Regions from separate parts of the Mus musculus genome. Here region 2 is linked to region 1. The links are chromatin contacts, called in public Hi-C maps. All regions are on one chromosome and are shown on one strand. The core of a region is the stretch at or near the end of the contact, and the rest is flanking DNA. Distances in the headings are between cores, read along the strand shown. Region 1 has its middle 87 kb from the start of Manea. Region 2 holds the start of Manea (mannosidase, endo-alpha).

Evidence for each region. Hi-C and Micro-C count contacts between places; a contact is called where the count stands out from the background.
Region 2: a Hi-C map of adipose-derived mesenchymal stem cells shows a contact between it and region 1, with 1.6 times the contacts expected there. The contact joins the promoter of Manea here to the enhancer-like site in region 1. A contact is called at or near these places in 1 of 39 promoter capture datasets (the C10 cell line), 4 of 484 Hi-C or Micro-C datasets (adipose-derived mesenchymal stem cells, reprogramming fibroblasts and uterus) and 1 of 9 other capture datasets (liver).

What each region holds. Positions count from the first base shown.
Region 1 is chr4:26,257,363-26,262,580 of GRCm38.p6, reverse strand. No RefSeq gene overlaps it. Among named protein-coding and RNA genes, the nearest start is that of Manea, 87 kb to the left of the region's middle. Within about 2 kb of position 3,065, at least 17 of the 459 cell types and tissues checked have an H3K27ac peak or open chromatin away from gene starts, as enhancers often do. A contact at or near this core is called in adipose-derived mesenchymal stem cells, where this site is marked.
Region 2 is chr4:26,342,970-26,348,395 of GRCm38.p6, reverse strand. Manea (mannosidase, endo-alpha) reads left to right here and starts at 1,744. Exons shown (of 5, transcript NM_172865.2): 1 at 1,744-1,799.

The sequences.
Region 1 (5,218 bases), core at 1,816-4,315:
ATTTAATGTTGTTTTTTATAAGACCTGCCTTGGTCATGGTGTCTGTTCACAGCAATAAAACCCTAACTAAGACAAGTACCATCATGGTTTTGTTCATTTTCTTTTTCAGACAAAATCTTCTAATAAATAGCTCAGGCTTGCCTTCAACTTATAATCCTCTAGCCTTATGTTCCCAAATTTTGAGATTATGGGCAGGTACCAACACATTCATCTAATTTGCAATCATTCATGAGTAACTCTTAACAACTAAAAAATAGAGGAGTTTGAACTTACTTCCTGGGTAGGCTGAGGATTTAATTGGGATGGGAATTATAAAAACAAAACAAAACAAAAAACAGAAATGTTTGTGGTACTTCATGTGTTATTAGTGATAAAATAAAAGGAGAGAATTAGAAGATAGACAATCTAGAAGGTTACCATAGAGGTCACAGCATGACTCTGAGGCTGATAGGAGGTCTTTTTAAAGTTATTGCCCACTTCTAAATGTAAGAGAGAAATCTAACATTAAGCTGTTCTATTCTGCTTTAAGACAGGTACTATCTCTGTACTTAGACTGACATGGAGTTCAATGTATAGTCAGTTGTTGCCTTATACCCACAGTAATTCGTCTGCCTCAGTCTCCCATATGCTGGGACTACAGGTGTGAGAGGCATGGCATCCAGCTTGAAATTAAAACCAACCAACCAACCAACCAACAAACAAACAAAACACAAAAGAAACCTTTTTATCTGAAGATATGGAATTATTAAAGGATGGCCCAATATTTTCTTCAACTTCAAATCAGTATTTCTAGATTAGTATATTGAGTACTTTTTTCTGACAGTTACACAGTGGGAATAATTCTTCTGAGAGAGAACTACAGGAGATAGAGAGAATGACTGGCTTGCACAGTGTTTGCTCTGCTGAAACTCAGTGAAAGGGAAGACTGGTTCTTTCTGGACATGCTTGCCTAAGTGCACATGAAGACTTACACATCAGTTTTCTTCTTACTTCAGTGGTAAAATCTGCCTGCTGTGAGTTTTATGACATTGTTCTGATAAGCAAAAAATTCAGATGATAGAACTAGACTTCCATTCTTACTTTGTTATCTGTGCATTTGATCTCTGTCTCTGTCTCTCTATGTCTCTCTCTGTCTCTCTGTCTCTGTCTTTCTGTCCCTCTGTCTCTCTGTCTGTCTGTCTGTCTGTCTGTCTCTGTCTCTGTCTCTGTCTCTGTCTCTCTCTCTCTCTCTCTCTCTCTCTCTCTCTGTGTGTGTGTGTGTGTGTGTGTGTGTGTGTGTGTATAAGCAGAGTCTTATGCTATACCTAGGATCTTTCATGAAATAATTCTTCCCATAAAAGCCTATTGACATGTAGTTTATGATGTTGCATTCAACTTGAATCATGATGCAAACATGTCCACTCTGCTTTTAGACTTGCTGTGTGATGGTTTTACACTATTTAGTGTCCCGATATTACAAAAACATAGAAGCTGTTGTTCTTAATGGATCATAGCTGTGATTTTTTTTCTCATTTAAAATGTGCTCTTCTGTGTGAGTAGTTTTGTTTACCACTTTGTGAATATGTATTCATGGAGATAATTTGGTTTTATGACAATGGTTTCCATGCACTATAAAATTTTGTACTTTTCATTTAGTTTTGTATTCTCAGATCCACAAAATACACCAGAATTAATCCTATTAATCTGTTGTTTTAAATTTTGTGCAGTTATTAAAATATTCATCAGAAACTTAATTTTCCTGAGGCTGTATACATTGAGACTTTTAAAAGTTGTAATTCAAGTTGATAATGAAAACCATGCAAACTATTCAAACACAAAAATGGTTTCAGAATGAAAATAACACTTTTGCTTATGAAAAAGTTTGATCACTGAACAATAACACAAACAAAGGTAGAAAAACCTAAAAATGAAAAAGACGATGATTCTGTAAATGTGACTTGCCTCATATTTTGCCCGTTCCTACCCACTCTGCAGTGCAAGTCCTGTGTTTCATCAGTAACCAAAGCTTTGAAGCCAATGGCATTAGGTTTTACTTCTGTTGTTTGCTCATATTCAGACTAAATACTTCTGAGAACAATCTCACTTTCATTAGTTCCTTTTTGAGCCTGTTCATTACTGCCTTTCTCTGTGTGTGCTTTTCCATTTTCTTCTTGCTGCTGTGGCCATCCCCTAACTCTCCTGTTCATCAGGATACTTCAGTGCTTGAAGATGGGCTAGTACTCCACTTTTCTCTGTAGGTTGAAAGCAACTGCTAAGTGCAGCCTCTGTTTCTCCTCTCTAGTGAAAAGAGCTTGTGTTATTAAAGCCACTTGTGATTTCCTTCCAAATCCATCTTTTGAACTTTCACAAACATCTCATTAGCTCTGTTTAGTTTACCTTACATGAATCAGATCTCCCTATCAACTAAAAAAAAATGCTTAAATCTTTAAACTTTCAAAGAAAAAAATATAAACTTTAAATTTCCCCAATCCTCAAATATCTCTCTCTCTCTCTCTCTCTCTCTCTCTCTCTCTCTCTCTCTCTCTCTCTCTCTCTCACACACACACACACACACACACACACACACACACAATCTTCTGGTAGTATTTAAATACTCAGTTCGCAAAGAGGGAGGGATGAGATGAGATGAGAGCCATACCTAAGCTTTACAAATACATGCCTTGGCCTGAGACCAGAACATTTCTATCTGACTGTTCCTAGACCTAGGGCTGGAAGATTCAAGCCTCTGTATAATCTAATTTTCTGCAATCCCAGACTTTGAAGGATTCAGCTTCCAGCCTTTGTCTACTAACCTAGGCCTAGAATGTTTCAGCCTCTGAGACTTACTGCTGAATAATTGCATCCTTTGTCATTCTTCCTGAAATCTGGCTGGCTGATTCAACTAAGCTGTCTGGCTGCAACTCCTCTCTAAGATGATTGATTGAAGTTGGTGTTTCTTGGCTCCTGCTTGACTTACTCTGCTTGTAAAACTGCCTCTGAACTCCATGAACAGAACTGCACAAACTCAACTGATCTCAGCTGCATTAAACTGAACTGAGTTTAACTGCACTCAACTGAACTGCACTAAACTTAACTGGCTCTCTTCTTGCACTGCTCTCAAGCAGCTTCTCTTGTCTGTTCTTGAGAGAGTTGGGCACATTCTGCCTCTGACTCATTATGTCAAATATTTCTCTGATTCATGACTTTTCCTCTCAATTAGATGTCATTGTTTGAGAGTAGAGGTGTGTATTAAATGCCTGTCTGTATTCCAGCCAGAAGAATTAAAGGACTGTACTAAGCACTTGTCAAGGTCTTTGGCTGTGATCCCTTGTCAGAGTAGCCAAACTGTTGGATTAAAATTCCTCTACAACTCAGGTCTGAACACTTCAATTTCTATATTTCTATCCTTGAATTTCATAGCATGTTTAATTTTTTTTCTTCTGATCACTTCATGATTAATTATGCTCTACTTTTAAAAAATATTTGTTTTATATTATGTATGTCCATAGGGCCAGTAGAGTTCAGAAGAGAACATCAAATATCATGGAATTGGAGTTATAGATGGTCTTCAGCCACCAAGTGGATGCTGAGTGCCAAACTCGGGTCCTCTACAGTAGCAGACAGTGCTCTTAACCTCTGAGGTATCACTCCAGTCCCTGTGCTACCTTTCTTGATATGATTTTCTTCCTTATCCCACATAAACACTGACTATATCACTTTTCTGTTACCAACCCTACAATGTTTTAAAGTTTTATCATTCATTTATTCCTCCAAATTTGTAGATTTACTTTCAAATTTTATTCTCACTTTTATTTTTTTTACTGTAAAATTCTTTAAAAATCTCATTTCAGTGTCTAGTTTCTTAATAAGTAAATGACTTTCAAAATATATGTTGATTTCTAGTCATACAACATATATTTCTTTTATTTCATTGTATTTTTTTTAAAGTTCTAAAGTTCTGGTTTAGTTAGGTTTTCTATTGCTGTACTGAAACACCATGCCAACGTGGTGAGGAAATGTTGAATTTCATTTACAGCTCATAATTCATCATTCATGGGGAGTCAGAGTAGGGACCTGGATGCAGCAACTGATTCAAGGGTCATAGAGGAGTGCTATTTACTAGCTTTGTCCTCATAGCTTGCTCTACCTGCATTGTTTGTTTGTTTGTTTGTTTTTTGTTTTTCGAGACAGGGTTTCTCTGTATAGTCCTGGCTGTCCTGGAACTCACTTTGTAGACCAAGCTGGCCTCAAACTCAGAAATCCACCTGCCTCAGCATCCTGAGAGCTGGGATTAAATGTGTGCACCACCACACCCGGCCTCTACCTGCATTCTTATAACACCCAGGGCTACCAGGCCATATGTGGCCCCAGAGGCTTTCCCATAACTCAGTCTTATGGAGGAATGTTAATGATGGCTGTGATATTTAGTTTTTATTACTAACTTGACACAATGTAGAATCGCCTGGGTAGAGAGTCTCAATGAGGGTTAGGCTTCTGGTTAAATGAGGGGTTGTCTACATTAGGTTAGCCTGTGGTTATGTATGAAGAGGTTTGTGTTAATTATAAGGTAAATAATGTGTGAACACTCAGGCCATTGTCGATGGCACCACTCCCTATTCAGTGCATCATGAACTGTATAAGAGTAGAATAGAGAAGAGTATAAGTGAGCAAGCGAGAAAATATTCATCCATTTCCCTATGCTTTTGACTGTGGATGTGATGCCTCGCCATTTGAAGTTTCTGCCTTGAGTGTTTGTAACCTATGTCTTAGTTAGGGATTTGCTGCTGTGAACAGACACCAGGACCAAGGCAACTCTCATGAGGACAACATTTAATTGGGACAGGCTTACAGGTTCAGAGGTTAAGTCCATTATCATCAAGCGGGGAGCATAACAGCATCCAGAAAGGCCTGGAGGAGAAGAGTGTCGCCCGCATGGTTAGGAAGAGGGTCTCATTGCCCACCGCCACAGTGATACACTTCTTTCAACAAGGCCACTCCTACTCCAATAAGGCCACACCTCCTAATAAAGCCATTTCCCTGGACCAAACATATTCAAACCACCACAACCTGGGATTGTAATATGAAGTAAAATTTCTTTTCTAAGTTTCTTTTTTGTCAGGCTATTTTTATCAAAGCCACAGAGATGGGACTGCAACAGTGGCAAAGCTCTTAATGAATACCAAACTCTACTGTTTTCCATCTGTACCTCCAAAGCACATCTCAGCTCCTGCCCTTGTTT
Region 2 (5,426 bases), core at 495-2,994, 87 kb before region 1:
TTTAGAAGCAAAAGAGAATAGTTCATGACCATTTTAAAAATGATACAGTAAGGTGGACTTCAGTATTATGTTGAATAGAGCTACTAACAACATTTTGTTCTTGATGTTACCACAACACTATTAAAGTTGTACCACAAATTTTTGTGTCAATTGTAAAAATTTAATGTCTGATGCAAGGTTACACAATTGTAATATTCTTAAATGCAACAAGAAATATCCTAAACTTTAAGGATTTTGATTATCAAGATACCACAGAAGTGAAGACAATGCACAAAGTGAAGGTATTTGTACATAAGGTACATTTATTTCTTCACATAGAAATTAATTAAAATATCCAAAATAAAATGAACTTAGATTGAAAGCAGTCATTTTTCCAGTAAGCCTAATAGCCAGAGGGATGTGAACAGGCGGATATCTTCAGGATGGAGGGGAACACATAACTTAAAGGAAATTCAATTTGATGACATTTTGGGGAAAACATTAAAAGACAGTTTTTATAATGATGAAGCAAACTAGTTGATGCAAAATAGATTGTATGTTTAGGAATTTCAAATCATAAATGTGTAGCAAACATGTTTGCATGGAAAATCAGAAAATATTTCACTTATTTAATATGCAAAGCCAGGAAGATAGGATTTTTAGGAAACTACATATTTTCAAAATCCTACTTTTAAAAGAGCAAGATATTTAAGAACACAATATACTGCTTAATGGTGATAGTGAAACAAGACTCTTTGCCTTAAGCTTTTGCAGCCATCACTAGGGTATTTTCTTTCATTATTTACATGTATATTTCAAATCTCTTTTATAATCCGGTAGTTTTTTAAAGGGAAGCCTTTACAATACTTTTCACAACATCACATCTGAAAGTTCTACCCCTTGAGTCAAGATTGCCTTGTTACCATGCAACAAAAACAAAACATAGAATCCTCTTGGTATGTGAGGCTGATGTAAGATGGAAACCCCAGATGCAGCCTCGCCTCTGCTGCAATTTTTTTTTTTTTTTTTTTTTTGCTTCTGACTTATTCTCTTTCTACTGTAATTGTACAATTACACAATTGTATTGTACAATTGTATTGATTCCTAGTATACTTGTGGAAGTTTAATATATCTGTCTGTCTACTTCTGACTTGCCAATAACTGTTTGATAAACTAAAACACGTTTTCAACTTTAAAACTTTGGAAATACCCAATGTATTATAAATCTGAGTAACATTTAAAAGGATTTTTTAAAAGTGAAAAACAAAACACATCTGGTCTCTATCAGAGAGTCTTGGCTTATCTTGAGAGGCAAAAGTGTAAAAGAACTTTCATTTCTCCTTGGAGCAATTAAGGGATACTGTCTGACTTAATGTAGTTTCCTCCACCATGACCCTGCAGTAGACTCCAGGACAAGCTAGGGGACTCGGAGCCTCTCCCCGAAAGCCCCGCCCGCTTAGGTCCGCCCAGAAGCCCCGCCTTCTCGGAGATTCAACCCCTGGAGCCACGCCCCGCGCTGTCCTTTAGGAGGCGGGACCTGGGAGGGGTAGCGGTGCGGCCGCAAGAGCTGTCAGCCCTGGTAGGATTCACGGTTCTTTCTCTTATCCGGTGGGTCCACGCGGAGGCAGGGTCCCAGACCCCGGTGAGCAATTGTGAGGCCCCGGAACTGAGACCCACAGGGACTCCGCAGCTAACCCCTGCGCGCTCGCCCGCCAGCCAATCGTGGGCCGCCTGCCTGCGACGCCCTTTGACCCCGGGCCTCTAGGAATCCAGTCGCGCTCAGCCCAGCAGCCCGGTTCCGCGCCGGTCCCCGCCGCTAGGTTAGTGTCCGCACCGCGCCTGAGCCCGTCCTTGTCTGCCTGGATGCCCGAGTTGGCCCTGAGGTGGTTCATCACCACTCGGTCCTGAGCCCCGAACCTGCGAGCGGAGGCCCCTGGCGGTCGCCCGGCCGTCTCCTAGCCCAGCTTACGACCCCGAAGGCCGCCAGGACAAGTGCGTCCTCCTCCGGGGTCTTTGTTCTGTTCTCCTTTAACTGGCCGGGCTCTGCCTTTTCCACTGTCCCTTCAGGGTGGCCGTCTCCTTTTCTGTCTGCGGAGGAACAAGTTGGCGAGGACCGGAGCTTAAAACTTTTGTTTTGTTGTTGTCAAAGACATAAACGGATAATATAGTGGGAGAAGTACTGAAAATGGCTTACAAGGAGGCTTTCGTGAGCGTTGTTGTGGGTCTGGAATGAGCTTAGAAAGACAAATGAGAGTGGTTGGTCTGATCGCATTGCAATGTGTGGGCTGCAGCTTGGAAGAAAAAAAAAATGCAGAACTACTGTAGGTTTTGGTGAAACTATTTCAGGTTAGTTACACTTACAAAGCTGCTGCTCTTATTCCTATAATAAGCAATGAGTTGAGTATGTGGTCAGAAAATAAACACAATGAGCTAGCTGCCTTCTCCTTAAGTGTGAGCTACAGCGGAAGGCGAGGGAACCATTGTTAAGTCACCTTCCACAGTGAAAAAATGTCATTGTAGTATGACTTCTCTACTTGAGGCCGCTCAGGGCAGGCTGGAGCCAGGAACCTAAGGTCCAGTACAGTGTTTTGCCTTTGTAGGGTGCTCAGCTGTTTACTAGCCCAAAATCTTGGAAAAAGTTCTCTGCTCAGTTTCATCACCTGTAACATGAAGTTCTGTTTCATAGACGGTTGTGAAGATAAAAATGGAAAATGAGATTATGCCGGACAGAACTTGTGTACAAAAGATTACCCACACTTTGACCTGAGCAAGATTCTGAAAGTTTTAGATGTGTGTTCTGAGCGTTAGCTGTATCTAACTGTAGGTACTTCCTCTAGCATAAAATTAGAAGAAAATAGCATCAACAGAATGAAATAAAACAGGAAGAATCTTTATAATTTAATTATAACTTTAAAATGGAATCTGCATTTTCCTGAGCTATATAATATGAGCAAATGCATTTAAAACAATCCACAACATTCGGCTTCAGGGTTATTTAGATCTCTTAGCTGCTTGAGGAGTATGTAGTACTATTCATTCGAAATCACTTGACTTTCACAACATAAAATTAGCATGGTTTCAGAAGAACTAGTTTTCTAACTCGGGGTAGTGCAAACTTCCCTTTGAGTGAGGACACATTGTTAGTAGTCAGTAGCCTGAGCTTCTTGCTTTAAGAAGCTACACACCTGCAGTTGACTGGAAGTTTGGTAGTTGTTTTTCTCACAAGGGACTTATGAAACCTCTTTCTTTAGTTAGAGCTAAGTAAAGTAGTTTCTTTGTCTGTCTCCTGCAAGAGCACTGCTTGTTTTATGCTTCAGGGGCAATGTGTTGTCACAAAATTTAAGATGCTCTATTGTTTAGATGGTCTTCAAAATTATTGAATCTTCATGAATTTTCTTTTACAGTGTTGTTTATACACCTCACACAAATCATAAATTTTCTTTTACAGTGTTGTTTATACACCTCACACAAATATGGTCTGCATATGTATAATAGAATATGTTACAGATATATTTGCTGAATACCTACCATTGTAAGAAAAAGGAGGGCCAAAACTTAAGTAAGCTGAATAATAATCAGAGGTATATAATATTTTTTGGGATCTAGTAGAGTATAAATACACTAGGGTGTATATATATATATATATATATACCCTATACACACACAATCACACACACACACACAATCACACACACATATATATATATATATATATATATATATATATATATATATGCTGTAGTATATATATATTCAAAAACTTGTACACAGATAAGTTGGTATAGTGTACAGTGTAAGAATTGCCAACATTAAAGAAGAGCAGGGTTGCTTCAATAGAGTTTTCTACTCAGGAGTCTTTAGGAGAGACGTGAGGAGAGAATCCAGACTTTTGCTTTGACTTGAACCTTGAATGGTATTTTAGAGAATAAGGCATATGCTGTATTTGTTTGTTTGTTTTCTGCAGGTTGGACTAAGGGTCAAACCTAGAACCCAAGGAATTGTTCATGCTACACATATGTTCTAACTACTGAATTACATGCTCAATCCCATATGCTGGATTGGTTGTATTTCATCTATCAATCAATTAATTGATAGGCAGAGCCACAATATGTATCCCTGGCTAGCCTGGAAGTTCCAGAGTGGCCTGGAAACTCAGAGATACTCTGTCTCACAGATTCTTGGATTAAAGTGTGTCATCACATACACCCTCCACCCCCTGCTAGTTCTGGATTATTTTCCTGATACCCATATTTTCCTCATGAATAATTGCTCATGGCTCATAACTACTTAGTAGTACATTGTCAGATGTGAAGTAAGCCTTCATCCTGACAGGAACCCTATGAGTGAGATAACTGGAGCAGATAAAAGAAATATAGAAATGTTAGGCTATACAAGGAAAAATAGAAATGTGGACTTCTTGTAACTATAGAGCTCAAGAAATGTTTAAATAATATTTTTTACTTATTTGAAAATTTCATGTGTATTTATATCTCAGTCTTACCTACCCACTACTCACCACTCCAACATTGTCCAGAATTTGGCCATCACATATCCCAACTTTATGTCCTCTACAATTAATGATTGATTTCTATTTACTGCTGCATGATAACTCATGGGTGTGGGGTCATCTCCTGTGGTATGAGCAACCTAAGGGTGGCCACATCCCCAAGGATATGTGACTCTCCCTCTCTGCAAGCAGTCATCAACTACTGGTAGTACTCAGCTGGATTTGGGGCCTTGAGAACACTGTTCCATGCTTATTCTTGTGTAGTTCGTCAAAGTTACTATGAGTTCATGTGTGCAGCAGCCTGGTCATGCTCAGGTCATTTCACAGCACCCCTTTCCACCTCCAGCTCTTAAGTTCCCACTGTTCTTCTTCAGCAGCGTTCCATATTCCAGTGTTGTAGGGGCATGGTGGTGGTACAGACATGCCATCTACAGCCAAGTGCTCTCAGTTGCTGATTCACAGCAACTTGAACAGTAAGGAATCTCATTAACTACTATCAACTGCAATAGGAAGCTTCTCCGACTTAGAGCAACATAAATCAATGGATAAAAAAATATTTAGACGTACACACACACACACACACACACACACACTCACACACTCACACACACCTACCTTTAGTGTTTTTTATGTTTCTTTCACATTTATTTAAAATCTTGAATACTATTTGGTGATTAATTTAAATACTTCTCTTTTTTATTTTCTATTGCCAACATTACCTTGCATCGCCCACACAGTAAGTTTATCTAAAAACAAAAATGTTCACATTAATAAAGAATCTTGGTGAGCTATCCATCCTCACACAAGTGTATCATTAGCATGTTTCTCAAATGCCAACCTCAATTGTTTTTCAGTTGCATACCCTGACCAGTCCATTTCACACCAGCCTACTGAGTTAGTATTTCTAAAGTTAATCCTATAGTTACATCTAAATCTATAG